7 separate regions of the Mus musculus genome follow, and all the other regions are linked to region 6. Evidence: chromatin contacts called from public Hi-C, HiChIP or PLAC-seq, Micro-C and promoter capture Hi-C data. All regions are on one chromosome and are shown on one strand. Each heading gives the region's core, a stretch centred on a gene start, on an enhancer-like site or on the middle of the called end of the contact. The rest is flanking DNA. Distances are from core to core; before and after follow the strand shown. Region 1 holds the start of Duoxa1 (dual oxidase maturation factor 1). Region 2 overlaps Frmd5 (FERM domain containing 5). Region 3 holds the start of Wdr76 (WD repeat domain 76). Region 4 holds the start of Mfap1b (microfibrillar-associated protein 1B). Region 5 overlaps Frmd5 (FERM domain containing 5). Region 6 holds the start of Mageb3 (melanoma antigen, family B, 3). Region 7 overlaps Frmd5 (FERM domain containing 5).

Evidence for each region. Promoter capture Hi-C pulls out the DNA fragments that hold promoters and counts their contacts. Hi-C and Micro-C count contacts between places; a contact is called where the count stands out from the background. HiChIP or PLAC-seq counts read pairs in DNA pulled down with a chosen protein or histone mark.
Region 1: a contact with region 6 is called in an H3K4me3 HiChIP or PLAC-seq map of bone marrow-derived macrophages, with 2.5 times the contacts expected there. The contact joins the promoter of Duoxa1 here to the promoter of Mageb3 in region 6. A contact is called at or near these places in 1 of 115 datasets of contacts at active chromatin or transcription factors (bone marrow-derived macrophages) and 2 of 9 other capture datasets (adipose tissue and liver).
Region 2: a promoter capture Hi-C map of the HPC-7 cell line shows a contact between it and region 6. The contact joins the enhancer-like site here to the promoter of Mageb3 in region 6. A contact is called at or near these places in 5 of 39 promoter capture datasets (the HPC-7 cell line, HPC-7-derived erythroid cells, cranial neural crest and 2 more).
Region 3: a Hi-C map of liver shows a contact between it and region 6, with 1.9 times the contacts expected there. The contact joins the promoter of Wdr76 here to the promoter of Mageb3 in region 6. A contact is called at or near these places in 11 of 39 promoter capture datasets (the C10 cell line, the HPC-7 cell line, cranial neural crest and 8 more), 1 of 484 Hi-C or Micro-C datasets (liver), 15 of 115 datasets of contacts at active chromatin or transcription factors (the 230-238 cell line, astrocytes, bone marrow-derived macrophages and 10 more) and 4 of 9 other capture datasets (adipose tissue, embryonic stem cells, liver and 1 more).
Region 4: a contact with region 6 is called in a promoter capture Hi-C map of hippocampal neurons, with 7 times the contacts expected there. The contact joins the promoter of Mfap1b here to the promoter of Mageb3 in region 6. A contact is called at or near these places in 8 of 39 promoter capture datasets (the C10 cell line, cranial neural crest, hippocampal neurons and 5 more), 6 of 115 datasets of contacts at active chromatin or transcription factors (T-cell acute lymphoblastic leukemia, astrocytes, effector CD8 T cells and 3 more) and 1 of 9 other capture datasets (pancreatic islet).
Region 5: a contact with region 6 is called in a Micro-C map of muscle stem cells, with 8 times the contacts expected there. The contact joins the enhancer-like site here to the promoter of Mageb3 in region 6. A contact is called at or near these places in 3 of 39 promoter capture datasets (the 3T3-L1 cell line, cranial neural crest and hippocampal neurons), 1 of 484 Hi-C or Micro-C datasets (muscle stem cells) and 4 of 115 datasets of contacts at active chromatin or transcription factors (embryonic forebrain, embryonic stem cells and pancreatic cancer cells).
Region 7: a promoter capture Hi-C map of hippocampal neurons shows a contact between it and region 6, with 5 times the contacts expected there. The contact joins the enhancer-like site here to the promoter of Mageb3 in region 6. A contact is called at or near these places in 12 of 39 promoter capture datasets (the 3T3-L1 cell line, the C10 cell line, the HPC-7 cell line and 7 more), 1 of 15 datasets of contacts at CTCF or cohesin (the NIH/3T3 cell line), 4 of 484 Hi-C or Micro-C datasets (embryonic fibroblasts and embryonic stem cells), 20 of 115 datasets of contacts at active chromatin or transcription factors (T-cell acute lymphoblastic leukemia, astrocytes, bone marrow-derived macrophages and 13 more) and 3 of 9 other capture datasets (adipose tissue, embryonic stem cells and liver).

The regions. Positions count from the first base shown.
Region 1 is chr2:122,312,369-122,315,068 of GRCm38.p6, reverse strand. Duoxa1 (dual oxidase maturation factor 1) reads left to right here and starts at 1,339. Exons shown (of 10, transcript NM_001305262.1): 1 at 1,339-1,399; 2 at 1,625-1,670; 3 at 2,021-2,137. It also overlaps a transcript of Duox1 not described here.
Region 2 is chr2:121,662,903-121,665,762 of GRCm38.p6, reverse strand. The region is part of intron 1 of Frmd5 (FERM domain containing 5); the gene reads left to right. Among named protein-coding and RNA genes, the nearest start is that of Frmd5, 140 kb to the left of the region's middle. Within about 2 kb of position 1,337, at least 10 of the 459 cell types and tissues checked have an H3K27ac peak or open chromatin away from gene starts, as enhancers often do. A contact at or near this core is called in the HPC-7 cell line, where this site is marked.
Region 3 is chr2:121,505,442-121,508,466 of GRCm38.p6, reverse strand. Wdr76 (WD repeat domain 76) reads right to left here and starts at 1,744. Exons shown (of 13, transcript NM_030234.2): 1 at 1,604-1,744. It overlaps Mfap1a (microfibrillar-associated protein 1A), which reads left to right and starts at 1,811. Exons shown (of 7, transcript NM_026220.4): 1 at 1,811-2,004. The coding sequence starts at 1,926.
Region 4 is chr2:121,472,675-121,475,578 of GRCm38.p6, reverse strand. Mfap1b (microfibrillar-associated protein 1B) reads left to right here and starts at 1,556. Exons shown (of 7, transcript NM_001081975.3): 1 at 1,556-1,745. The coding sequence starts at 1,667. It also overlaps the pseudogene Gm14018.
Region 5 is chr2:121,627,194-121,630,266 of GRCm38.p6, reverse strand. The region is part of intron 1 of Frmd5 (FERM domain containing 5); the gene reads left to right. Among named protein-coding and RNA genes, the nearest start is that of Wdr76, 120 kb to the right of the region's middle. Within about 2 kb of position 1,691, at least 31 of the 459 cell types and tissues checked have an H3K27ac peak or open chromatin away from gene starts, as enhancers often do. A contact at or near this core is called in muscle stem cells and pancreatic cancer cells, where this site is marked.
Region 6 is chr2:121,954,661-121,957,389 of GRCm38.p6, reverse strand. It overlaps Mageb3 (melanoma antigen, family B, 3), which reads left to right and starts at 1,298. Exons shown (of 1, transcript NM_008545.2): 1 at 1,298-2,729. The coding sequence starts at 2,171. Ctdspl2 (CTD (carboxy-terminal domain, RNA polymerase II, polypeptide A) small phosphatase like 2) reads right to left here and starts at 1,389. Exons shown (of 13, transcript NM_212450.4): 1 at 773-1,389.
Region 7 is chr2:121,586,967-121,590,035 of GRCm38.p6, reverse strand. The region is part of intron 2 of Frmd5 (FERM domain containing 5); the gene reads left to right. Among named protein-coding and RNA genes, the nearest start is that of Wdr76, 82 kb to the right of the region's middle. Within about 2 kb of position 1,800, at least 78 of the 459 cell types and tissues checked have an H3K27ac peak or open chromatin away from gene starts, as enhancers often do. A contact at or near this core is called in the HPC-7 cell line, astrocytes, embryonic limb bud and 3 more, where this site is marked.

The DNA.
Region 1 (2,700 bases), core at 90-2,589, 360 kb before region 6:
CACCAGCCGTTCCTGCTTCAGCCCTGCCTTCCAGAGGCCAACAAACCATGTGGGACCACAGGTAAACAGAGGCAGCAGGCAACTCATGCCAGGACTCCTCTGACAAAATGTCATCCTGAAGACATCCTAAAGACAACCTGAAGATTGGAGGCGGGGTGCTGAAAGTCACATGCTCAGATAAAGCCCCATCTTCAGCCTGGGCTTCTAAATGTGCTATCTAGTTGAAGGTGAGAACCCACAGGTGACTCACAACTCCCCAAATCTCCTACTAAACAAGTGCAAAATCCCAGACCCTGCCCAGCCCCCAACTCATTATTCCATCTATCTAGAGGTTCTTTGGAGTGTGGCCTTTGGTAATAATTGAGGAGCCGGGCACTGGAGATCTGAAGGTGGTGTGTTGGGTATGGTAGAGTGGCAGGCCATAGTTGAGTTCCCCTAATCCAAACAGTTTGACCTCCTTCCCCTTCCAGTCAAGTCTTCAGGAGCCTGGACTCCAAATGTAGATCCATCCCTAACAACCTGTAGGCTTTCAGGCCAAATTGTTGGGGACAAATTAGAAAAGAGAGTAGCCATGCTAATAACGTCTCTGTGGGTAGGTAACCCTTAACAGTTTACACAGCCACTTGGGTGTGGTAACTTCCCAAACAATCTGGAAATGAAGGCACAACTCCAGGGCAATGAGGCCCCAGGCAGCGGCAGATCTGGGAGAGTACACGCCTGTCTGGTTCTTGTCCACATGGCCATTTTTCCAAATCAGAGTCTTAGAATCATGACTCTGTTGGCCCCGAGGTGGGAAGGAGAGCGAAATGAGTTAAAGCCACAGAGATTCCATCCTGAAGACCCAGGGAGTAACTGTATACTGAAGAACCAACAAAGTCTCTCCTTGGCATAATGTGATGGTGCCAAGAAACCCTCTAGGCCCAAACAAACTAGGTCATTCAACATTATCAGGACCAGATGACCCTAGTTTTTCAAAGTCAGTGTGCTGAGCTCAGGCCTTAGCAAGGTTCCTTTTAGCCTCGGGGAAAGATTGGAGGCACACGAGGCTACAATTCCTGTTCCGCAGAAAAGGAGGACCACCGGTACCCCTTTCCTCCGCTGTCCCCACCCCTAGAGCCCTCTCTCTCGGAGCACCCACTTTCGTGGGCCAGGAGAAATGTTCAAGGATCTGACCTTAGCTTCTGGTCGCCCCAGCCTGGGACTGCGGATAGGCTCCTGGATGACTCCGGGTTCGCTGTAGCCCGCTCCTCCGTTCTGGCAGCTTCTCCAGCTCTGAGTCGGGGCGGGCGGGGCTGGGGGTGAAGAGCGGACAGCGCGTCCCAGCTCTGGGGCGGGGCACAGTAGGGCGGAATAGAAGCTAGCGCGGGGACCCGCGTGAAAGGGGACCGGAGCATGAAAGGTGAGACCTTGTAGGATGCAGGGCTCCTGGGTGCCGAGGGTTCAGGCACGTTGGCCGTTTGGGAGGCGGGAAGGGCAAGTCTCTCTCCCCAAGTTCCAACTCTTGGGGGCTGAGGAAGAGGGTGGAAGATAAACAGGGTGTGGGGCAGGAGAGCTGTTCCCAAATTCTCCCCACACAGTCGGGGGCCAGGGCTCTAAAACAAAATCTCCCAACATTAACCTACAGATCAGACCTGTCGCCAAAGCAAGGTATCCATCTGTCCCCAAAACCTGTAAGTCTAGATAACCAGGTTTCCTGGTGGAACCTCCCAGGTCTCACCGTCCTGTGAGCCTCGTTTGTGTTACAGCTGCCCGAGGTGCTGGCATGGGTAGGAATCGGGGATCTTAGGGGTTGGGTGCAGAGGGCACAGTGCTGGGGCGCTGTCCTAGCACGCCAGTCTGTCCCTGGTTCGGTTCGAGGGCGGAGTGCCAAGTACGAGAAAGTTGACAATGACTTGAAATGGAAGGCGGAGAAGACACCAGGCTGGGTTTATGGGAGTCACAACCTGGTCCGCAATTGACTTAGAAGAATGGGGAATTGGAAGGGATTCTGCCTGAACAAAGTGCATGGTTTTGGCGACAGGACGTCCACGTCTGGACCCGGTTCCTGCCCTATCCCCACGACCAGGAGCGTTGTGAGTGAGTGCCCAAAGACGAGCAGCGCCAGGTGCCATGCGCACAGTATCTGAAAGAGAGGAAGGTAGGGAACCATGGATCGGGTGGGCTCAGAGGTATGAGATCAGACCTTGAAGTGCTGTTCCGGTACCGACCTCCAGGGGCGCACTTCTTGAGTCTACACAGACCAATTCAGATCAAGGGGGGATTTGTGAAGGAAAAGTTTGAAAAAAAAAAAAATTTAAGCACGGCGAACTCCTTAAGGTTATGAGAGTCACAAGATTTGTCAATACTGAATCTTTATTTCTCTTAACTGGAGTCTGGGTAGATTGGATTGCTCAGTTCCCTATCCTCCACCACCCATCACTACCCGCCCCCCCCCCACACACACGCCCAACCTCTTCTCCCCCAATTCACACCCCCGCTTTCCCCCCACCCCCAGCACACACACACCTCTAACTTCCTTAGGAAGGAGGATTAGGTTAGGCGGTCCTGAAAAAGACTTCCTTTAGCCAGGCAAGGCTGTAAACCTTTAATGGGCTTTACTTCAATCAGAGAAATAAACTATCATATTTCGGTAGCCGTGTCTCACCTATCAGAGTGCTTGACAATATTAGACTGTCACCTAAACTACCCTTATAGAAAGCG
Region 2 (2,860 bases), core at 88-2,587, 290 kb after region 6:
TGGGGACCAGAAGACATCAGATTCCCTGGAGGTGGAGTTAAAAGCCCACTATGTGGGTGCTGGGAATCAAACCTGCGTCCTCTGGAAGAGCTGCAAGTGCTTTTAACCACTGAGCTATCTCTCTAGCCCCTCCGATGTAATTTTAAATTCTAGAAATATCAGGGTAGAAAGGAGACAGATATCAGGATGGAAAGGAAGACTTTCCATGGGACAGTTTTTGATTAAGATGTAACACACTAAGTGAAATCAAAGGGGGGAGGGAAATAAGGAATGGTTCTGACCATGGTTGCTGCTGGAGTCCCTGTGGCCAAGGCTGGTGAGAACAGGTGCTTTTAGGGGCTGTAGCCCAGAACCTATCCTGTTTAACAGAGAAAGCCACACCTCTCTGACTCTGAGAAAGGCTGTAAAGGGCACTCACCACAGTAGCCCTCCAGACTATTAGGCCCTCACCTGGGGAGGAGGGGGGCATCTGCCTTCATTTGCATTCTCTGCTCCAGACACAGGCAATGTCTTCTAATTTCCTCAGACGCTCCTAGCTCTGTGTAATTCTTCCATTGATCCTTCCATACCAGATTTTATTTCAAAGCCAACAATAGTTCATGTTTACATGTGGAACACTAATTAGGTCATGAGCTAATTAGTGTGTAGAATATTCTGTTAACATAAACAAAACAAAACAAAACAAAACAAAAGAATGCATGCTTCTAATTCTGGGGCTTTTTATACTTAGGGTATTTTATGTGGTGATTTTAAAAATTTTTTCTCTTTAATTGACATAGTAATTGTACATATTTGTGGGGTACAGAGATAATTCAGTACATGTGTACAATGTATAATTATCAAATCAGTATAATTAGCATTTATTGCTCATCATTTCATTGTGTTTGGAGCCTTTAAACTCTCTCTCTCTCTCTCTCTCTCTCTCTCTCTCTCTCTCTCTCTCTCTCTCTCTCTCTCTCCCCTTCATAAAATACATAATAGGCTTTTATAAACCGTAGTCACACCAGTAGAGTACAAAAGACAAGAACTTAACTGTACTTCAACACCCATTATCTAACTTCCTCTCTGTCTTCCTCCCTATCCTCACTGGCACCTAGTGACCCCTCCTTCCTCCTCCTCTGATCTTCCCCCTTTCTCTCTTTCTCCTTCCTTGGTGGTGATGCCAGGACATCAGACTGAGGGCCTGGAGCATCCTGTGTCAGCTCTGTTATTATTACCAAGCCACATCCCAGAACACTTAACTTCGCAAGCCCCTGTTTGTCACACAAATGAAGACACATAGCTTCTCAGTGGCCCTGGTTTTCATCAGTCAGCTGAGGGCAGTAGACCCAAGCTGCTGCTGTACAAAGCAAGAGTAGCAGCCAGCAGCACTGAGCAAATGTTAGCTCACTTACCTTAGCACATGGTGGTAGACACAGCCATTAGTGTTTGTTGTTGGGTTTTTGGGTTTTTTTTTTTTTTTCTATGTTAAAGGACTCTTTCAAGCCAGGCAATGGTGGCCCATGCCTTTAATTCCAGAATTCAGGAGGGAGAGGTAGGTGGAACACGTGAGTTCAAAGCCAGCCTAGTCTATATAGTGAGTTCCAGGACTGCCAGGGCTACACAAAGACATCCTGTCTTGAAAGAGCAAAAACAAACAGACAAACAGCAACCAACCTGGGGCTGGGGCTGGGGCTGGGGCTGGGGCTGGGGCTGGGGCTGGAGGGAGTGCTAGGGAGTTGGCTCAGTGGTTAAGAGCACTGGCTGCGATTCCACAGGATCCGGGTTCAATTCCCAGCTCACAATGATCTGTAACTTCATAATCTGACAGCCTCACTCAGACATACATAAAAAAATGCAAAACAACCAATGCACATAAAACAAAAACAAATAAAAATTACTTGAAAATAAGACTCATAAAAATTCTTATTTAGATCATTGTTTTGCCCAAAATATATAAATTCAAAGGAATCATAATGATAATTGAAAATATTTAGAAGGCAGAAAATACTATCAAGTCAGCATTTAGTGTTAAATGTGTCAAGGATTTTATTCTTTTTTTATTTAATGGGCTGTAAAAATATTTTTGACTAGCCTTTCTGACTATTAAAAAATAATAATCATTCTGATCCCTTTAAAATACCTGGGGTTGTCTTCCCCAGAGCATCTCTGATGGCGCTAGATCGGCATCAGTAAGCACAAGGCAGATGTCAGTTGGATACACTAGCTATGTTAATATCGACTCTAGAACTTTCCAGATTGGATGAAATAAAGCCCAGCCTGGGACAAAACAGTGACAGACACATTCCGCGTGTGGTTTGCATCAGCTCTTGTCACCCCCCTCAAAGACCAGCCTTCCTGTGCTAGTGTTTCCCTGTACAGACCCTGCAGCAGTAAGACTCACGGACGGAAGACAAGTGGAGAGTGCTAACTTGGGATTTCAAGAGCAAAGGCTTTTTAAAAATAGTCTCACATAGCCCAGGCTGGCCTCTTACTCTCTATGTAGCCAAGGGGCCTTACTCTCCTCCTCTTGTCCCCACTTCCCAAGGTGTGTACCACCATGCTTGTTTTAAACAAAAAGTTTTATTGATCTATGTGAGAAAAAGAATTGGAAAAAAAATTGGAAGCCTGACATTCCTTCCTCTCCCTGTCCCACCCTGTGTCTTTGAGTCAGCCTCTAATTCATTTGGAGTGTTTTAAATTATCACAGTGGAGGAGATGCAGCCACAGAGCCCATGTGGAGGTCAGGAGGCAGCTTACAGGATCCTGGTTTCTTGTAAGACTATGTGGATCCCAGGCTCAAATGCACAGAGCATGTCTTGGAGGGAAGTGTGGTTGCCCTCTGAGCTCTCCCCAGCTGGTCTGACTGGTATTCTTGAAG
Region 3 (3,025 bases), core at 495-2,994, 450 kb after region 6:
GCTCTTCAAAAGGTCCTGAGTTCAAGTCCCAGCAACTACATGGTGGCTCACAACCATCTGTAATGGGATCCGATGCCCTCTTCTGGTATGTGTGACAGCTACAGTGTATTTGTATAAATAACATAAATAAATCTAAGAAGGGAAGAAAAGAAAAGAAAGGAAAAGAGAGAGAGAGAGAGAGAGAGAGAAAGGAAAGTAAGCAGTTCATGTTGCTTGGGTTCTAAGTGCTGAAAAAGCTGGTTTAAGTTGCACATGACTACCTGTCCACCTGCTTCTAAATAAAGAAAATCTGCGGATGGATGGCCAGTGTTGGCCAAGGCCTGTGACCCATCCTCTACACAGGTTTAACGGATGATAGACAACAACAAGTAGCAATTCAGTCAATCTGGGCTACAACACCAGAACTGTGTCTGGCAGCAGTGGCAGAAGAGGACTTTAATAGCTAAGCCACAGACCAGGAACATAACTCAGTAGAAAGTTTACCTAGAATACACAAAGACCCTGAATTCTATCCCCAGTACCACACACATAAACTAAAGCATGGGGACCCACACCTGTAATCTCAGCTTTAGGCAATCAACACAGGAAGATCAAAACTTCCAGATCATCCTCTATTACTCTGAGTTACAAGCCAGATTACTTACAACACTGTCGCAAGGTTAAAAAAAAAAAACTGACCGCCTCAGAAACCGGCGTTACCAACTGAGATTTCCCCACACCGACTTTCATCGAGTCAGGACCTTCTTAATCCTTTTCCAAACACTCTCTTGACTTGCCATGAATCAAAACAATTATCTTCCCAAAACATTTACTCTCCATGGAATTCCCTGCTCCATACTACACTGAGCTCAGAACAGGCAAGTGCTCCACTGCTGAATGGCACCCGAAGCTCAGCAACATAACTTCTTAGGCTGATGAGTTTGTAATATAAAATTTCTGTGTCAAGTGAAGAGGCACACCGGGAGATAATCCTAGCTACTCAGGGAGGAAATAAGTGAACAACCACCAAAGTAGAGACAAAAACAAACTTGCCTGTTCAACACAGCTCCAAAATAAAAATAACAGAAAAAAAGATTTCTGTCTACTTTAGACTTTAAGGCATTTCTGGTTGTAAGCGTCCTCCTTCTTTCGTTCATTGAAAACCCTCGCTACTTAAAGTTTGTCAATTTCCTGTCTTCACCCAGCAAGGACCCAAGTGAAATAATTTAATAATTATTAACCTTCAAAGACCTATGTAATACTCCTAGAATTTTCACTATGTAGACCGACTAGCCTCAGTTTCTGAGATGCACCTGCCTCGGTCATCCCAGTGCTAAAATTGAGAGCGTGTGTGTCCAAACCAACAAATGACCCCTAACGGATTTCCTCCTTTAATTCTTTATCTTTCTTTTTTTTTCTTTTTCTTTTCTTTTCTTTTTTTTTTTTTAATTTTACAAAACACTGCAATCCTCTTTCACCTTCCCAAATGCTGGAATTCCATGCGTGACCCACGTATCCGTATAAAACACTTTACACTTCTAGGCTTTAAACAATATGCACCAACAGTCTCTCCTAATATACTCAGTTTCTTCAAAACATAATAAATGAAATCTTTAATACGAACCTTCTTGGACCTTACCAAAAACCAAAAGAAACAACTGTCAGACAGGAGGACCTTCCAGTTCTGGAAAATGTCGAAGGCGGGAAACTTGCTCGAAAGGCGCGCAAATCTCACCCTAGCCCTTTAAGCGATCCGCGCTCAGCCGCCCTCCGATTACCCACAATCCTCTGTTATGTACTTCTGGTTCCTCTACCCCCTACCGGAAGTTGTTTCTGTCAGTTGCGCAGCTGTGTGGGGCACAGCCTGTGGGACAGGGCTTTCGGCTCCTTGCTTTTCGTTGTTGGGATTGAGTCCGTTTTGGAGAGTCCCCGCGGCAGCCGTCACCATGTCGGTCCCAAGCGCACTCATGAAGCAGCCGCCCATCCAGTCTACGGCTGGGGCCGTCCCAGTTCGAAACGAGAAAGGTACGGGCTCCCCTCCCCTCCGGTTGGCTCTGACCTCTTTCATCCTGAGTATCTCTCAAACCTGCCTTACGCCGACCATGCCAGCTCGGCTGGCCCTTAAAACCTAGCTGCAGTTTCTTCCTGCGTCCCGCCTAAAGTCACAGGTGGCGTAGAGAAAGGGGATAGCGGGATCCACTTGCATCTACCTGATCGATTTAGTGAGGAGATCTCTCTCGAAATATAAAGTAAAGGAGGCTGGAGAGGCGGATCAGCGGTTGAGAGGACATACTGCTGTACCACAGGGCGCAAGTTCAATTGCCAGCAGTCACTTCAGGTGACTCAACAACCTGGGACCCCAAGTCTAGGGAGATCTGACACCTCTGGCTTCTGCCAGTACCTACACTTGTGCACATATCCACACATAGCATCCTTACAAATGATGATAATAATAATGCTACAGAGATGGCTCAACCGTTAAAGGCCAGGCTCACAGGCAGAACAGTAACAAAAATCAAAATATAAGAAGAAAGTGGGGCTGGCGAGATGGCTCAGTGGTTAAGAGCACCGACTGCTCTTCCCAAGGTCCTGAGTTCAAATCCCAGCAACCACATGGTGGCTCACAACCATCCATAACGAAATCTAATGCCCTCTTCTGGAATGTCTGAAGACAGCTACAGTGTACTTACATATAATAAATAAATAAAATCTTTAAAAAAAAAAGAAGAAGAAGAGAGCCGGGCCTGGTGGCGCACGCCTTTAATCACAGCACTCGGGAGGCAGAGGCAGGCGGATTTCTGAGTTCGAGGCCAGCCTGGTCTACAGAGCGAGTTCCAGGACGCCAGGGCTACACAGAGAAACCCTGTCTCGAAAAACCAAAAAAAAAAAAAAAAAAGAAGAAGAAGAAGAAGAAGAAGAAAGTGAGCTAGAGGCCTGTGTGTGTGTTTCTTTTCACTGTAATTGTTTTGTTTGTTTATTTTTAAGTGTATGAATGCTTTGCTTCCATGCATGGATATGCACCATGTGGGTGCAGTACCCACAGAGG
Region 4 (2,904 bases), core at 307-2,806, 480 kb after region 6:
AGCACCCAAATTAAAAGGCTGGCATTAGAATTCAAGCACAGGTGATGCAAGACAAGTGGAGTTCTGCAGCTCCATGGCCAAACTGACTACCCTGAACACAGAGCCCAGGTCCAACAGACGCTGTCTCAAACACAAGGGAGATGATGCACAGGTTAGGATGCTTGCCACCCAAGCCTAGCATCTTTATCTTACTCCCAGAGCCTCCATAAGGGCCATTTCTCACTATTGTCCTCTGATCATCATATATGGCATGGCTCACCCACCCCAATAATAAGAATTTGGGGTTTTTTGTTTTGTTTTGTTTTTGTTTGTTTGTTTGTTTTGTTTTTTCGAGACAGGGTTTCTCTGTAAAGGGTTTCTCACTTTGTAGACCAGGCTGGCCTCGAACTCAGAAATCTGCCTGTCTCTGCCTCCCCGGTGCTGGGATTAAAGGTGTGAGCCATCACACTCGGCAGAATTTGCTAAAGGTAGACACTTCTGTTTCTCTCAGGTTAACATTTAGTGCATAGTTGTTTACAAACTCTGAGGGGTTCTAACTTGAACTTCTTATTTTTATGTATATCTTTGGGGCTCCCCCCCTTAATTTAGATGGGAGGGTAATGTGGTTATAATCCAATAAACATTTTTAATAATAACAACAACAACAAAAATATTTTTGTCTACTCTGGCCTTCTAAAGCTTTTCTGCTTGTAAGCTTCGTCCTTGTTTGACTCATTGAAAATCCTCACTAAAGTTTGTCAATTTCCTGTCTTCACCAAGCAAGGACACAGGTGAAAAAATTTGATAATTATATTAACAGAACCTTCAAAGTCCTATATAATATTGTACTCCCTCCCAGAATTTTTACTGTGTAGACCGACTAGCCTCAATTACAGAAATCCACCTGCCACGGTCTTTCCAGTGCTAGAATAAGGGCATGTGTGTCCAAATCAACAATTGGCCCCTAAGGGATTCTCCTTTTTTTTTTTTTTTTTTTCTTTTGAAGAGTCTTCTCTTGTTGCCTAAGCTGGCCTACAAAACACGGCAATCCTCTTTCACCTTCCCAAATGCTGGGATTACAGACGTGACCCACGTATCCGGATGAAACACTTTACACTTCTAGCTTTTTATTTTTTATTTGTTTTTTCTTTTTTGTTTTTTCAAAACAGGGTTTCTCTGCGTAGCCCTGGCTGTCCTGAAACTCACTCTGTAAACCAGGCTGTCCTCGAACTCAGAAATCCGCCTGCCTCTGCTTCTTACTGGGATTAAAGGGGTGCACCATCATTTTCGGCCACACTTCTAGCTTTAAACAGTATGCACCAACAGTCTCTCCTAAAATGTAATAAATAAAATCTTTAATCCGAACCTTCCTGGACCTTACCAAAACCAAAAGAAACAACTGTCAGACAGGAGGACCTTCCAGTTCTTGAGCGGTTGAAGACGAGAAAATTGCCTTAGGAAAGCGCACAAATTTCAAGCTAGCCCTTTAAGCGATCAGCGCTCAGCCGCCCTCCAATTACCCACAATCCTCTGTTATGTACTTCCGGTTCCTCTACCTCTGCCGGAAGTTGTTTCTGTCAGTTGCGCAGCTGTGTCCAGCACAGCCTGTGGGACGCGGCGTTCTGCTCCTTGCTCTTCGTTGTTGGGATTGAGTCCGTTTTGGAGAGTCTCCGCGGCAGCCGTCACCATGTCGGTCCCAAGCGCACTCATGAAGCAGCCGCCCATCCAGTCTACGGCTGGGGCCGTCCCAGTTCGAAACGAGAAAGGTACGGGCTCCCCTCCCCTCCGGTTGGCTCTGAACTCTTTCATCCTGAGTATCTCTCAAACCTGCCTTACGCCGACCATGCCAGCTCGGCTGGCCCTTAAAACCTAGCTGCAGTTTCTTCCTGCGTCCCGCCTAAAGTCACAGGTGGCGTAGAGAAAGGGGATAGCGGGATCCACTTGCATCTACCTGATCGATTTAGTGAGGAGATCTCTCTCGAAATATGAAGTAAAGGAGGCTGGAGAGGCAGATCAGCGGTTGAGAGGACGTACTGCTGTACCACAGGGCGCAAGTTCAATTGCCAGCAGTCACTTCAGGTGACTCAACAACAACCTGGGACCCCAAGTCTAGGGAGATCTGACACCTCTGGCTTCTGCCAGTACCTACGCTTGTGCACATATCCACACATAGCATCCTTACAAATGATGATAATAATAATGCTGCATAGATGGCTCAACCGTTAAAGGCCAGGCTCACAGGCAGAACAGTAACAAAAATCAAAATATAAGAAGAAAGTGGGGCTGGCGAGATGGCTCAGTGGTTAAGAGCACCGACTGCTCTTCCCAAGGTCCTGAGTTCAAATTCCAGCAACCACATGGTGGCTCACAACCATCCATAACGAAATCTAATGCCCTCTTCTGGAGTGTCTGAAGACGGCTACAGTGTACTTACATATAATAAATAAATAAAATCTTTAAAAAAAAAAAGAAGAAAGTGAGCTAGAGGCCTATGTTGTGTGTTTCTTTTCACTGTAATTGTTTTGTTTGTTTATTTTTAAGTGTATGAATGCTTTGCTTCCATGCATGGATATGCACCATGTGGGTGCAGTACCCACAGAGGCCAGAGGAGGGCCTGGAGTATCAGACTGTAACAGACTGCCATGCAGATGCTGGAAAATTGATCCAGGACCTCTGTATGAGCAGCAGAGCCTCTTAGCTGCTGAGCCACCTCTTGAGCTCCACCCTGTTTGTGTTATAGAAGAGATCTCCCGATTCAGCACAAGAGCTGGAGGAAAAGGTAGAAGCTGGCTAGTCAGAACGTTAAGTTAGGTCGTAAAGGCTGCCACAGCACCGCAGAGAGAGAAGCTAGGAAGAGAGCTGCCCTTACTGTGCCTGAGGTCAGACCCCGAGCATCCACATAGACACCTTGTGGGGAGAAGAGAC
Region 5 (3,073 bases), core at 442-2,941, 330 kb after region 6:
AAATAGACTTTGATTGAAAAGTAATCCTTTGGCTTCAGTGCAGGTGCTCTGAGACAGAGCTCCACATGTCTGTTACACAGGCAGCATATTCTATATACCTATTAGAATTTGTGAACAGTGAAATTTTGCTTTGAAGTCCTTTGTTGAACACGAGTTGCATAGCAGCAAGTGTAGTGTCAGGAATATGAACTATAAAGATGGCTGCAGAATTGAGTATCTACAGTCCTGTGTGTATCCTCAGTGACTTCATAGGAGACTTCTGTCCTCCATTGAGGGAGAGGGAGAGGAAGAAGGGGGAATTCATAGAGTTCTCAGACCCTAACCCTTATTATTGTCATTCTCTTCTTAGAATGCTTCCATGACCAGCCTGTCTGGCTTCTTCCCCCACCCCCGTCTTCTATTTTCCCTCGTGTGTGTGTGTGTGTGTGTGTGTGTGTGTGTGTGTGTTGTGTGCACATGCACACACATCATATGCATCTAGAGACAAGAAGTCAGCATCAGCATTGTCCTCTGTCACTCTCCACTGTACTTTTTGAGACAGGGTCTCTCATTGAACCTGGAGCTTACCAATTCTGCCAAACCAGCTAAAGAGATCTGAGCATCTACCTTGCTCCACCTGCTCACTGTTTGGATTCCAAATGTGTGGTGTCATGCCTGGCTTCCTCTACATGGGCCCTGGGGGCGCAAACTCAGGTCCTTCTTGCACAGCATGCACTTTCCCTGCTAGGGTATCTCTCAAGCCCTCGATAGCCCTTTTCCTTTAGTCAGTTGCTATACAGCCCTAAGGACTTCTGTTAGCTTTCACTTCAGCTTTCTTGCATCCCACTTTAGCTAGAGCATTCTCTGGTGTGCATTCATACACACACACACACACACACACACACACACACACACACACACACCCATTCCACTTGCTATACTGTGTGGAAAGTACATCCTCTCTGCCTCTTCTTCATATGCTTGTTCACCTTTCTGCTGAGTGCCTCTCATATGTGGTAAGCTCCCAAGAATCGCCTGACAAATCAGGTTAGGGAGGTGGTTCAGCAGTTAGTTAATAGCACATGGCTGCGCTTACAGAGAACTGGAGTTTAGTTCCTAGCACCCATGTCGGGAGGCTCACTGCTGCCAATAGCTCCTGTGCCAAGGGATCCCATACCCTCTGGCCTCCAGACACACATGCACTCCCATGCACGTAACCCCACACAGACGCATACACACATGCACATAATTTAAAAATAAACAAATATGAGACTGGAAAGATGGCTCAGAGGTTAAGAGCACTGATTGCTCTTCCAGAGGTCCTGAGTTCAATTTCCAGCAACCATATCGTGGCTCACAACCATCTGTAACAGAATCTGATGCCCTCTTCTGGTGTGTCTGAAGACAGTGACAGTGTAGTCACATACATAAAATAAATAAGTTTTAAAAAATAAATAAACATATTTTTAAGACCTGAGGAATAAATAGTGAAATATTTGATGATGAGAAAGAAATTAGCTGAATGAGGTAGGGTTTGGCAAGAGAAAGAAAAGCTAAGTCTGGCAATGAGGCTAAGGGCCCCGTGACTGCATGGAGAAATAAACGCCTGTCGGAGAGCAGCGTCATGCTTTTGTGCTACTGAATGTTGCCGGTCAGCTCAAAGCTAGCAAAAGAGCTAACAAGAATTACTCAAAAGTGATCACGTTCCTAGTTGTTCTGTAGGTGCCCCGGGGATTATGGTCTATACCCACAGGCCGCAGAGCTCCGGTCTCCTCTCTCAGCATTCTCTAACTGAAAGAATGACTAAGAAAAGTGGGGTCAGGGCAGAATTCCTTCTCAACTGAGTCGCCCTGATAAGCAACACCCTTCTGAAACAGCTGTTTTAAGTCAAACTCCCCCATGCAGTGACTATCCGTCTAAGGGAAAGGGCCTTCTCTGGAGTGACCTATTTTTCTAAATTTGATACATTTCAGTAGGATTGTAACACACTGAAACAAGGGGCTAAATATCAACCAAATAGAATATACCAAGCATAGGGAATCTTGCATTTCTCTCCAGTGGCTACATTGATGAGGGAAGCCTGACTTTGGAGAATATCTGAGGTAGGGCTCTAGATGTTTCAGCTTGCGTAAAGCCAACAGTGTAAATTCCCCGAAAGACCAAATATATTTAGGTTTATGTTGCATTAGGTAAATACAGCACTCAGATCAGAATTTGATAGCTTTGCTATGTGAGAAAACTGTACTCAAAGTGGCCAAGTTAAAAAAAATATTGGCAAGTAAGAACGTTGGAGCACTGAGCAAACCTAGAAATAAGTCACGTGAAAGATCTAGATGTAAGCAGTAGGTGTTCCCTGAGGGGGGAAGACTTGAGAGATAAAGACTAGAGAGTATCAAGTATCTAAAGGGTAGGCATGTAGCCTGGGTAGCAGTCATTGCTGTGACTAGAAGCTATTATTCTGAACAGCTGTGCAGAGATGGAATGGACTCCTGTATGAAGTAGTAGGCTCTCTGTCACTCTGGAGGCTGGAAAAGCCATGGCCACAAGGTCTGACGGTTCAGTTATATCATTTGATGACTGTGCGAGCTTCCCTGGCCCAGGGGACACCTTGGGCTGAAATCTGGCCAGGGCTGCAATAGCTTAGCATAGCATAGCATGGTTGCCCAAAGAGAAGAGATTTCTTCAAGAATTTAATAAGCCTGAGGACTAGCGGACTAGAAAGATCAGGTAAGGAATCAGATCACTGATTGGCTCCCAGCGGTGCTTACTGTGAAGTGGTGGTCTGTGCTCATAGCTGGGGTTAATTAAAGCAAGAGACTACACTGAAGAAAATCCAAAGAGAAGGGTTGCACTTGGCGAGGAGAACAGTTTGCGTGTGTTTTTCGAGGTGCTAATGCATTAGAAGGCCTCTCTAGCTCGGTCCCCAACAATGCTATGTGATGTAGCCATAGGAGTGGATGCGGAGCAAGTGGTCCTCTGTGCTCTTTATTGTATTTTTTATTTTTAATTTTTGATAGGGTCTCATTGTATGACCCTGACTTGCCTGGAACTTGCTTTGTAGAGCAGGCTGGTCTTGGATTCAGAGACCCACCTA
Region 6 (2,729 bases), core at 49-2,548:
CTGAGAGTGCCTAACGTCATTCACACATCCAGCTACCACTAGGGCGAGAAGTAAATAAACACTATTTATTTATGCAATTATTTATCACAGAATCCTGGTCAAGAACGCAAAGGTAAACTCATACGGACTTACCCAACGTAAACAACATGCTAAATAGAATTAAGATTCACCCTTAACTAACCACTACGGAAATCAGAGGCCTCCTACACACGCTGGTTTTTACTACCACACTTGACTTTAAAAAGTAGTAATGTCAACTCAACATTTTAGCAGTACAGAAAACGACAGAAGCTCCAAGAACCTCTTTCCAGATTCTCAAAGGATGTCTGTAAGAGCTCAAGTAGAGAGAGCAACGCCCCCCTAATGCACCCTACAAGAATGAAATACCAAAAACATTACGTGGGCCCACAAGAAGGTTCGAAAAGGCAATCTAACTTAATTAGCTATCGGGTCCACGGGGTCAGAGACTGGGAACGTGAGATGGGGTTGGGGGTGGGTAGCAAAGTGAAATCTAACCCCAGAAATCACAACACAGGCCGCAGCCTAAGAGCTGAAGCTGGCGGGAAGTGAGCTCCCTGGCCGTTCCCTGGGGAAAGTCCAAGCCAGAGCAGCTTCCACGACAGTGGACGTACAAGGCGCCAACAGTGCATGCCTACGGACGTTGCTGGAACCGCTGAGGGCTCGGCTAGAGAAGGGGAGGAGATCCCGGCAGACGGCCCTGAGAGAGGACTGAGCTTCGGAGCAACGGCAGCGTCTGGACCAAGGGAATTACCTTCACTGTGACGACAGAAAAGTGTCTTCGGGCTCCGGCGATGGTCCCGACTGCGCAATAGGTGGTGTCTTTCCCGCTTATCCCTCAGCAGCAACAGAACCAGCTCCTTCAGCCAGTCGCCATTTCCCGCCTACCGACCTGCTGCACCGCACGGACAGGGACCCGGATGGAAAGCGGCCTCCCTGCGCAGGCGCTCTGGCTCCCTCCTCCCCCGCCCGCCCCGATCCGGAGAGGCGGGAGGGAAGGAATGCGGGAGGCCTGGGCGGCAGCGGGGGAGGGGAAACCAACTTTTACTACCGTGAAGAGGCTGAAGTTTCTGCCGCCTTAGGGAACTCACCAGAGCGAATTCCTGACCAAAAGAAAAACAAGAAACAACAACAACAAAAAACAATGAAAAAAAAATGAGCTTAGGGCCCGAGGAGTTAGACTGGACTCAGCCTCCGATGGGGCTCGGAGCGTGGGGGACGTTTGTACTTCGGGGGCCTCCGTAGCGGGCTGCGGGGTGGTCGCAGGGGGAGTAGGGAGGAAAGCGTTAGCAGCGGAGGCGGGGACGCCGGGGGCGGTTTTCCCTCCCGCCGCTAACGGAACCGCCTAGAGCCGGGCGACAAGGAGAGCGCGCCCTGGCCTGGGAGGCGGGGTTTAAGAACGCGCCGCGCACCCAGCGGCCAGGGTTAGCGACTAGGCGGCGGTGGGTGGAGCCGGCGGGAAGGGGCGGTGCTAACGGCTTGGCGCGCTGGAGCGGGAGCCAGTGCCTTGCGCTCCCGATGGCCAGACCCAGCCTGGTCCCGGTGCTTTCGGAGGTTCGCGGAGTGTCCCCGAGGTTCTCTTCCTAGGTCACTTTGCTAGCGGGAGCCCCTGTTGCCCTTGGACCTATGAAGGAGACTCTTAACCCTTCCCTTCCTCGCGATGTGGGCAGTGATCCTGTACGCTTAAAACTCGAGTCTTTCAAATGGGTTTTCACACACGACTGTGGGCTCCATCTAGAATCTGGATGATTCTTAATCTTCTTGATGCTGAAACGCTTTTAATAGAGTTCCTCATGTATGATGACCCCACCAACCATAAAATTATCTTTGTTGTTACTTCATGGCTGTAATTTTGCTAGTGTCATGAATCGGAATGCAAATATGTTTTCCCATGATCTTATTCAACCTGTGGTTTGACCTCTTAAGGGTTGCAACCCACAAGTTGAGAAACACTGGTCTAGATAGCACTTTTGACTGAAATTCCAAGCTGATCTCATTATTCTATAAGAAATGCTGATTGAGACAGGAGAGGCTTGGACGCCAGTCTGAAGAGAACAATCCTAGGGTTTGCAGAAAAGAGCTTGATCCACGAGTTCGGAAGTCCTGATTCCTGCCTGTCAGCTCTTCTACTTCAGTCCTGAGCACAGTCAACATGCCTAGGGGTCAAAAGAGTAAGAGCCGCTCCCGTGCTAAACGACAGCAGTCACGCAGGGAGGTTCAAGTAGTTCAGCCCACTGCAGAGGAAGCAGGGTCTTCTCCTGTTGACCTGAGTGCTGGGTCCAGCTTCCCTGGTGGTTCTGCTCCTCAGGGTGTGAAAAACCCTGGATCTTTTGGTGCAGGTGTATCCTGCACAGGCTCTGGTATAGGTGGTAGAAATGCTACTGTCCTGCCTGATACAAAAAGTTCAGATGGCACCCAGGCAGGGACTTCCATTCAGCACACACTGAAAGATCCTATCATGAGGAAGGCTAGTGTGCTGATAGAATTCCTGCTAGATAAATTTAAGATGAAAGAAGCAGTTACAAGAAGTGAAATGCTGGCAGTAGTTAACAAGAAGTATAAGGAGCAATTCCCTGAGATCCTCAGGAGAACTTCTGCACGCCTAGAATTGGTCTTTGGTCTTGAGTTGAAGGAAATTGATCCCAGCACTCATTCCTATTTGCTGGTGGGCAAACTGGGTCTTTCCACTGAGGGAAGTTTGAGTAGTAACT
Region 7 (3,069 bases), core at 551-3,050, 370 kb after region 6:
CAGAATGACAGATGCTGAGGGAGAGTGGATACGCCCTTCACCGTGCCACAGTCAGATGCTGTTCATCTTTTGATTGTCTGAGCCACTTTGTCCTCTGGATCCTGTTTAGGGTTATGTACTAAAGACGTGAATTTTAGAAAAGACTCTTATGATACCTACCATGCCCTTTTCCTCTGACTAGCCTAGTCCCCACACTTCATGTATTTATCTTGCCTCTCCCAGCCTGGCAGAGCTGTGAACAGCATCATGGAGACTTATCCTCAAAGTCTGCCCCTTGCTCTGCCCTGTTGGCATGCTGCCCTTAGCTCTAGACCTTAACATGTAATCACTAAGTGCCCAGAGAGCAAGAACCAAACTGTCTTCACTACAGTATGTGCCCATTCTCCAGGAAGTGGTGGGAGTTTGGGGTATTGGCTTTTCTTTTGCCCCTAGTGTTTGTTTGGACTAAGTGCTCTCTCTTGGGGAGTGGGGTATATATACCAAGATCTCTTCATCTCCCCCAGAGCTGGTGGTATAAAAAGGCAAGGGACAAATGTGTCCTGTTGATCGCTTTCTCAGTTAGGGTAGGATGTGCTTGAAGAGAAAAGGATGACTGTGGAGTTGATCCAGATTAAAGAAGGGTAAACAAGAGAAGACTGGGAAAGAAGAGACATGCCCCTTTAGAGAGAGTCTGCTGTAAGCTAAGCTGACAGTCTACATCTACCAGGCTGATGTAGACTGAGCACCAAGTAGTACCTGGTGCTGAATCAAGAGCTCAACATGTGCTCCATCAAGCAACCTTTAAGGCCAATGATTAGACTCCAAATGAATAGATTAAGACAGGTTGTCCAACCAGGGTAAGTAGCAAGGCCAGTCTGGAGCCCAGGACTGTCTGGTTCCGTGATTTCTGAGGTATCAGGCTGAAATCACAAAGTAGCCCAAGTGGGGGTGATTCTGAGCCTCAGAAAAGGAGCATGGAGCACTGAGGCCTGAGAGTCATGGGAGGTCTTAGACGATCTATGATGAGGACGTATTCTAAATCCACTAATTCATAGCAGAGATACAGGAAGTGAGCTCCTCAATCCCAGAGGCGTGAGGAAAGCCTCCTGCCTTGGCTCCAAGGTGGTCCCAAAGCTCACATTGATCTTCATCATTGCTTGCTCACTGGGTGTCTTGGGGCTCCTGTCTCTCCACCCTTCTCTCCTGGAGGAGTTGCCTCCTGCTGTGCCCTCTGTTTCCAGCTCCGCCTGAGCCTCTGTCCTCTCCACGACCTTTTTGCACCCTTTCAAGCCTCAAAGCATGAAGATTATTGCATTTTGACCTGTCTCCCCCTGAGTCTTGCCTCTTTTCCTGATCCTGCCTCATGGTCTCAGTTTGCTATTAATTCTGGGATTCGGTCTCCAAGATGCGTCACCACATTGCTGGAACAGTCTCATGGTTTTTCCACTGGGTCTCTAAAGTCCCTCAGAGGAGCTGTGATGACAGCTGTCCAAGCCTTCCTGGTGTTCTCCTGCTTCTGTCCTTCCTGAGTTCTCAGCACAGTCCAAACAAAAGCTGTCTCTTGCTACTGCCAGGGGGAGGGGCCTCCTAGTAACTGAGCTCATGAGCCCTCTGGCGATCATGGCTCAGGCAGCTCCTTTATTATTTCTATCTTATTTCTCTTACCTGTCAGTCTAAAGGTCTGTGTGCTATGTCCCCAGTACTTGCTGTGTTCTTCTCGCTATGCAGTCCTAGAATGCTTTGAACCAGACAGGCCTCCTGCACCTGCCCAGGCAAAGCTGCAGCTACAGTCGCCTCTGTGCAATTGCACCTCTTACTTCTGCTTCCCTGCGAAGCAGAGCTGCGGTGGGCCGTGTAATGTGAGAAGGGCCTCTTAGCCACGCTGAGTGGCTGTAATAAGTTGCCAGCCTCGTGGGAGCTCGGATCAGAGGAAGCAAGAGAGCAGAATGTCAGCCCAGATTATCCACATGGAGCCGACAGTCCTGGCTCTTAGTGGGTCCATTAACTACATGACCCACAGCCCAGCCCAGAAGGTGAGAGCTGGGAACCAAGGGAGGCCAGGATGCTGTCTGCATGGCCTTGGCTGCTTTCCTGCTGAAGAAAGTCTCTGCCAAGACAGTTACAGTAAGAAGAAGTAGCCAGGAAAGAGGGCACTCTGAAACCTAGCCCTTTGCCCATTCCACAACTCGTGTTGCCCCACATGCGGAGCCCTAGTATGGTAAACAAGTCAGTTGCTGTCCTCTGGAAACTTACAGCCAGCATCTTTAAGCGACTTCCAAGAAATCAAACCCCAAAATAATAGCAGTTTTAGCTCTCTGCCAGTTGACAAGTTGCTTGCCTAATCTAAGAGCGTCAGGCATCAGTAATGAATGTTATCAAGAACCCACAGAGATGTGGGAAACTGATCTACAGTCATCTGGAGCTAGAGAGATGGCCCAGCTGGTAATAGCACTTTCTTGCTCTTCCAGAGGACCCAAGTTTGGTTCTTAGCACCCACATGGGGCAGCTCACAACCACCATTAACTCTAGCTTTGGGGTTTCTGACACCCTCTTTTGACCTACACACACACACACACACACACACACACACACACACACACACATACAAATATCTTTTTTTTTCCCCCGAGATAGGGTTTCTCTGTGTAGCCCTGGCTGTCCTGGAACTCAACGCTGTACAAATATCTTTTTAAAAGAGAGAGGTTAGAATGGTCTCATTGCTGCCTTCCCTCAAATTTAAGTGCTGTAGAGGAAAATGAAAAATGTAGTTTGACTATATTTTAGCTATAAAAACCCATGGGGAGGTGGGCTGGAGAGATGGCTCAGCACTTAGGAGTACTGACTACTCTTCGAGAAGACCTAGGTTCAATTCCCAGCACCCACACAGGCCTTCACCACTGTCTGTAACTCTAGTTCCAAAGGAACTGACACCTTTACACTGACATACATGCAATACACATGAAATAAAAAAAAATGTGGGACAGGATATTATCCTGCACATTAGTTACAGGCAATTATCCCAAGAAATTAAGACTTTAACCATCCTTGTCACATGCCAAGAAATCCTGAGTAACACAAGCATTGGCTACA